Regions from separate parts of the Gossypium hirsutum genome. Here region 2 is linked to region 1. The links are chromatin contacts, called in public Hi-C maps. All regions are on one chromosome and are shown on one strand. Each heading gives the region's core, a stretch centred on a gene start, on an enhancer-like site or on the middle of the called end of the contact. The rest is flanking DNA. Distances are from core to core; before and after follow the strand shown.

What was found. A called contact is a pair of places that touch in the nucleus more often than the background predicts.
Region 2: a Hi-C map of leaf shows a contact between it and region 1, with 3 times the contacts expected there. The contact joins the promoter of LOC107919871 here to the enhancer-like site in region 1. A contact is called at or near these places in 6 of 34 Hi-C or Micro-C datasets (callus and leaf).

The regions. Positions count from the first base shown.
Region 1 is chrD13:46,778,040-46,781,827 of Gossypium_hirsutum_v2.1, forward strand. No RefSeq gene overlaps it. Among protein-coding and RNA genes, the nearest start is that of LOC107919830, 30 kb to the right of the region's middle. Within about 2 kb of position 2,157, at least 9 of the 9 cell types and tissues checked have an H3K27ac peak or open chromatin away from gene starts, as enhancers often do. A contact at or near this core is called in leaf, where this site is marked.
Region 2 is chrD13:46,856,381-46,860,284 of Gossypium_hirsutum_v2.1, forward strand. It overlaps LOC107919871 (WPP domain-interacting protein 2), which reads left to right and starts at 2,255. Exons shown (of 3, transcript XM_016849276.2): 1 at 2,255-2,535; 2 at 2,891-3,904. The coding sequence starts at 2,893.

The sequences.
Region 1 (3,788 bases), core at 907-3,406:
TAATCACTTTAATCACCAACTTATACAGGACAGAGCAAAGACTAATGGGTCGAAATTGGCTGAAGTTCTCAAGACAGTCTTTTTTAGAATTAAAACAATCGGAGTATTATTCAATTTTGAATCAATGGATTTGCCTACAAAAATTCCTTGCACCCACTCACAAACAGTACTATCAACGATATCCCACTGGCTCTGGAAAAAGAGTGTGTGGTATCCATCACTTTCGGGGGTTTTTAGCGGAGCCATATTGAATAAAGCCCTCTTAATCTCAACATTTGTTACTAGTTTCCCTAAGAAAGCAATATCCGAAGAACCAATGCGAGGGAAAACATCAGACGAAAGATCTCTTATGGATGCTGAGACTTCTCCATACAATCTCTCAAAAAATCCAATGCCTCAATTTGAAGTCTGCTCTGATCAAAACACCACTCTCCACTATCGAGTCGTAAGGCCATGATGTGATTAAGCTTTCCTCTTTGTATCGTGCGGCTATGAAAGAATTTTGTATTCTTGTCCCCTAAATGAAGCCAGTCACACCTCGCCTTTTGTCTCCACAATAACTTCTCATGGTTAAGCATATTTTCCAACTTATCACAGATCTCTGTTTCTTGTTGGACTAAATGATTTGAATCAGAGTGGTCTAAAGTTGCTTGGACTATAAAAATCTTCCTTATGAGATACCTCTTACGGGAACCTAGAAATCTATAAACATTCTTATTCCAATCTTTAATATACTAAGTAAAATCAGTAAGAGTGTCAGCCATATTACCCACATAGTTCCACTTATCTTTGACAAAACATGATAAGCTTGCGTGTTTAGTCCACCCTGCTAGAAACTTAAAAGGTCTTCCTCTAGCCAAATTGAGATCCAATCTTGTATCCAACAGAATGGGTCTATGGTCAAATTTCATGCACAAAAGGTGATAAATTAAATATTGAATGAAAGTTGTCATCCAAGCATTATTAGTCAATGCCCAATCTAGTCTTTCAAACGTACTTTCTCTTTGTCAAGTAAAGGAAGGACCATTGTATCTCAGATCTTGCAAATCACAAGAATAAACAAAATTACCAAAAAAAATTGCATCTCTTTCCAGTGGCACAGTAACTTTTTTATCATCAGGTGAGAGAATAGTATTGAAGTCACCCATTATTAACCACGGAGAGGAAATATGCAGTAACACAGATTTCAAACTATCCCAAAGTAGTCTTCGTTTCTTCCTATCAGGATTACCATAAACAAATGAGATAAAAATGGAATTAGTAGAAATAATATCATCAACATGAATGAGAATGAACTAAGGATGATTTTGGATAATCTGAATCTTAATGGGATCTTTCCAAACCACCCAAATGCCTCTTGAAAAGCCAACAGCTTCAACACAGTAAGAAAATTAAACCCCAATTTACCAGTAACATAATTTTCTTTTTTACTACTTATTCTCGGTTCCAACAAACATCATATATCCAGATTAAATTATACATTATATTCACGAAAAACTCAAAGAAATTTACTGCTAGCGCACCCTTGGCAGTTCCATGAAAAAAATTTTAATTTTAAATTCATAAAAAATTAAACGTTAAAAAAAATTAAAAAGAGAGATACAGTCTTCCTGTCCATGAGGATCAATTCAGGCTAGATGCTCCTTTAATCTAACAGAATCACCTAAGTTGATTTCCCCTCTGTTATTAGTCGAAATAATCTCAATCAAGTAGTTCATAGTCTCCCGTTCCCACCTCCGAGATTATCACCATTCCATTTTCCAGATTAGCGAACCACTGCCTTCTCCACAATTATTCCATTGTTCCCCTTGTCGTTAGAATCGATTTTTGAATCTTTGTTCTCCTTAAAAATCACAGTCGTGTGTTTGTTGGGGTCAAGGTTGTGGATCATCACCTCCGACGCAATACCCTTCATTCCTTCCATTGTTGAGCACGGAGCAAAATTAGATTCTAAAAAATCCCCGTCATTTCCATTAAATGGCTCAAATTCTGAATCAACAGTCTCATCATTCTTCATCGGATACTGTTTGATGATAGCAGCTTTGGGTGTCTGCTATCTTTCAAGTCCTATATAGCTTTGTTCACCTTAGAAAGAGGCATACCTTCAAGTGGGCCACATAGATCCAACCGCTCATTAGTTTCTTTTATATTCTTCCTAGACTCGCCATTTCCTGAATGATTACCATTAGCCAACCTGCTAGTCGCACCAAGCCCAACAGACAACCCACTAGCAGCTCCATTTTATCTCACCAGGCCAGCAATATTTTTAAAACCCAATTTATTAGGTGAGCCTTTGTCCACTAATTTACTTACCAGATGATCATTGCTTTGCCTTAAGGTTTCTTTTTTGGTGGTCACCATTCATTATTCCTTTCTCTTTATTACATCGACTGTCAATCACCTTAGTCTGATCACCAAAAGAAACCCTAGCATTTAGTTCCAACTCTATCAATACTTTAAACTAAAACATTCCCTTGTTCTTCGCTAGATTTTCAGCATTCAACTGCGGGAGATCCCTAGCCTTTCGCCTAGATTTCTTTTCCACTAACATCTACGACCCGTAAGTTTTGTCATTCTCCAACATCATGTTGATAGCCAAAATTTGGTGATAAACCAGTCAGCAGTGATTCATCTCCGGTGTTGTGTTCAGATGCCTTGAAGGTGCACTGTTCTTTAACATGTTCATTTCTTCCACACTGAAAGTAAACCACCAATCAAAATTCATATTCGAATTTTTGTACTTTGCTATTAATTAAAATTTTAGAAACCAGAGGCCTCTCCAAATTGATATAAACCGCCTTCCGGGCAAAACGGCCTCTTACTCTGTTATCAGTGTTCATATCCAATTTGGTAACTATCGAAATCATTTTTTAAAAATTGATGTTATTTTGAAAAATGGGATCGATTTTAAAAATGAAAAATGGGAGTCGCCACCGATTTTTTATTGAGGTGTGATCGGTTCACCATTAAAAATGATTTTGGTCTGCGAAATTTGAGAAAATAAGTTCGGGAGTCAGTTACACACGAGGAAGGGTTAGCACCCTCGTAACGCCCAAAATTGGTACCAAATTGATTGTTTAATGTCTTAGTGTCGAAACTTTGGAAAGATTTTAAAATACGATCTTTTGGTGAGAAAACTCGAATGAACTAAATTGAACGATAGGACGCACTTATTTCGAAGAAATAAATTGTCACACTCAGTGAGTTAGGGTGCTACAATTCAATCTTTGAAATTAAATTTGTCCTTTTTTTTAAAGAAAATCATGTATTTTTTTAAGGTTATTTGATTATTTAAGTCAATCGAGAAATCAGAATCCAGTAAGTTAGAGTTTAATTTTTCGAAATTCTTAAACATCAAATGTTGCCTTTATTTTAAAATCGAGATAACAAAATATCGTATCCAGTAAGTTAGGATCCAATATTTTGAAATCTTAAGAACTTTATTTTAACAATTGTATGGTTTTAATAAAATGAATACGTGATTATCTAAATTCATCGAGAAGAATTGAAGCCCGGTAAGTTAGGGCACAATTTTCTCGAGAATCGTAAATATCGAATATTTTTGACAATTAGCAAAATAAGATGATTTTTAAAAATTTAATGAAATCAGATTTTTTTTAAAAAAATAATGTGATGAGATATTAATGTACAACACGAAACAATAATTAATAAACTAAGTTTAGATTAATGATCATCAATAATTTATGAATACAAATAAACAATATAATACATGTACAAATAATAATCATATATCTCAAACCATGCAAGCATAATTATCAACATTAAAA
Region 2 (3,904 bases), core at 1,005-3,504, 78 kb after region 1:
TGTTAAAAGCTATGCCTCCGAATGAGGCTCTACGGCACAAATGCAAGTTTCATTTACCAGCTTTTCTTTCACTTCTCACAACCAGTCAATGATCCTCACCTTGGCCTGCTTTGGGAGGGAAGGCTTGAAAGATATGAAATGGCAGCAGAAGGTAAGACAGATACTTAAAATAGATACTTAAAAACATGAACCACAAATTCCTATATATGTAGCTGTGAAACAAATATTCAACTACTCTGGAGAACAAAGGAAAAGCAGATACTTAAAAACATGAACCACAAACCCTGCTTACGTAATGCTAGACTTAAAGCATAACAAGAATAATTTACCAACTTTTCTTTCACTTTTCACAACCAGTCAAAGATCCTCACCTTGGCCTGCTTTGGGAGGGAAGGCTTGAAAGATATGAAATGGCAGCAGAAGGTAAGACAGATACTTAAAACAGATACTTAAAAACATGAACCACAAATTCCTATATATGTAGCTGTGAAACAAATATTCAACTACTCTGGAGAACAAAGGTAAAGCAGATACTTAAAACATGAACCACAAACCCTGCTTACGTGATGCTAGACTTAAAGCATAACAAGAATCATTTACCAGCTTTTCTTTCACTTTTCACAACCAGTCAAAGATCCTTACCTTGGCCTGCTTTGGGAGAGAAGGCTTGAAAGATATGAAATGGCTGCAGAAGGTAAAACATATACTTAAAACAGAATCACTTAAACCAAAAAAAAAAAAAGAAAACGAAGAAGCTAATTTCTTGTTCTTCAACATCAAATGTTGTAATTCTTTGAACATATTATTATCAGATGCATATACATATATACAAATCTGAGTACGAGTAACATAATATGGATACGATGAAGCATGCACGAAATAGAACGTGCAAAACAGAATAATAAAACAAAATCGAAGTAGAAATCATTTTCTGAATGAGACTTAAATTTACATTTCTTTTTTCATATAATTCTAGAATTTTCCTATCAACCAAACAGAGACTTAAAAAGAATCAATTATGATATAATACTCTTTAATAATTGCATGAACAGTTAGTAAACGAGATAGTGACAAACAAACAGAAAAACACAGAATTTCGATCAAAAACCGAAAATCAAAAGAAAAATAAAAAAAAACACTTTGATCAAAAACAGCGAAACAAGCTTCGATCTGCTAAAAAATACACTTAAAATCAAACAAAAAAAGCACGCACAGATCAGTGAGAGCAGAAGTGACATTTAGCATAAACAGGGGCCAAAATCTTTCTAACTATGGACAAGAAACCGATACACAAAACTATGGAGAAGAAAATATACCTTTCTAAAGCAAGTCTGTGAAGAAAGTCTGCTCAAGACAAGCCAAACAGCACAGTCAAACTAGTAGAAAACCCAAGCAAGATCTCAGACAAAAACAAGCAGAAAATCCCCAAATCAATTTATAAAAAGAAGAAGAAATCAAGGGGGGAAAAGGAGCCCGAAACCAAATCAAGGGAGAACGAAAGGGAGAAGGGAGAACGAAACCAGATCGGTGTAGAGAGGAGAAGGGAGAACGAGAGTGTAGAGAAGGGAGAACGCTGGAAAAATCGAAAAATGTCTTACTGATTCCAAATCGGTAAGACATTTTCCAAAATTAAAGGCTTCTTTTTCCCGTGTTTGTAATTGATTTTACGTGAGGAAAATATTTTTCTCCAATCAAACACTGGAAAATAGGGAAAACCAATTCCGGAAAATATTTTCCCCTATCAAACAGACCCTAAATTTGTGAATAAACTCTGTGATTATTGCTAAATGGAATACATGGGAAGTATATATATACACATACAGGAGAAGTAAATGCTACTAACTAATAACAAAGTCAGTTGTAATAGTCTAACTATCTCTAACAAAAATAAATAAAAAGATAATTTTAGAAATCATATATAAGTATCTAGCACAATTTCTTAATTCTCAATTGGACCAATTACATCAATTTAAAACATCAACAACTCTTTTTTTTAAATAATCTCATTACAGATTTTAGTCATATTTGCTCTTTTTGACACAATGTCTAGAATTACTCATAACTCTTCCGTAACCCATAAATAGAAAGACCCACGTCCTCCTGTATTAACAACAATATCCATGTGAATCAAAAAATATCACCAACTTTTTAACTCATAAATAAAAATTCCAACAAAAAATCATAATCCAACCTAAATAATAATAATAAAACCGTTACAATTTAAATAGATTTTGCATTGGCTTGGAAGAAAAAAAGAAAGATAATGGAGATTCTCGATATTTTGTACTTACTACACCAATTGCATTGCTTCTCGAGAAAATATATTTATATCTATAAATATATAAAACACTAAATCTAAATGACACTGTTTTTTTACTTAATAAAAAAAAATTGAGTAAAATCCTACCCTATATAACTGCAAATCTAACTACTGCCTAGGGTTTCCCATTTCCTTCACCCTTACCTTCTTCATCTTCGATTCTAGGCCTTTACTTCCGTTTCTCACAAACATATATATCTATGACACCATAAAAGGTACGACTTTTAATTGCATAGCTTTATTAATTACATCCTATTTTTTACTTTTTTTCTCACTTCTAATTCTTTAATGTGCTTTCATGATATGTATATTTATAGAAAAGTTAAGCTCATTTTCCTCTTTGAATTCCTTAATTTGTATTCGAAATTGATAATTAATTGATAATCCAATGATGGGTGAGTTTAGATTTTATTTCACTTCATTGACTTTTTTTTTTCCAAATTGAGGATGATAGCTGAGTTGATTTTCTTTTTTTCAAAATTTGGTTGATTTGGACATGGTTTTGTTGGAATGGTAGTTATAGTTCTCGATCCTGATCTGAGTAAATCTTGTACGAAACCCAATTTACAGTTATGGATTTGGGAAGCGAGTGTTCTGCGCTTGAATTGGTTGAGGATAATGAAGCCACTCAAAAAACAATACCTCATGTTGGTGATGATAAAATGAAGAATAATCACGGTGATGATTGCGAGAGTAAAAATAATGGATCATGCGCAATTGATAATCTGACTCAGAGGTCGGCCATCGATCAAACTGGCGATTCCGATGCTTTGACAGCTGGTAATCATGTAAAGGGTACTGCTGAGATTGTACTGCCGATGCATTCACCACCTCTTGTAGCAGGTAAATCCCCTGGTGGGTCATCTCCTCCTACCACCAAAGGGTATGGCTTGAAGAAATGGAGGCGGATCAAGAGAGACTTTGTTAAGGATTCCACCACCTCAATGGACAGCAGTAAAATATTGAAGCGAGGTTTGACCGGTTCTGCAAATCCGGATCCAAGTAAACCTCAACAGAGGGCATCACCTGAGATCAAGCAGAATCGTGCATCCCCTATTGGACCTGTGAATATGTTGAACACAAGTGTTGCTCCTGGATCCATGTTTGCTGTTGGAGCTGCTTTTGCTTCTGCCACAGACTCTGAAAATAGTGAGGACCGGAGTAGCAAGTCATCAACAGCAGCCAGTATGCCAAAGGTGAGATACGACCTGCCTGCAGTTTTGGGGTACATGCATGATAAAAACCAGATGAAGAATTTAGGTGGGAACATTGTGGGTAATTCAAGTCATAGAGTTCATCAGGGAAAGGGCCGTGCTGAAAGCAGTAAGAAGGCCAGAGGAGTAAGGATCAAAATCGAGAAGGAAAATTCTCATTCTAGTATGGAATCTGACTCAAGAAGCTCCAACTTTATCTTTACGCAGCATCCAATTGCTGTGACAAGTAATGGAAAGCAAAGTGGAAACCCCATGAATTATGATGGAGAAAATAGTGATGAAGCTCATGAAGACGACCACCAGATCAGTGAGGAAGTTCAAACTGTTTATAGGAAAGAAAATTCAGGTGATATTGAGGAACTTTCACCTG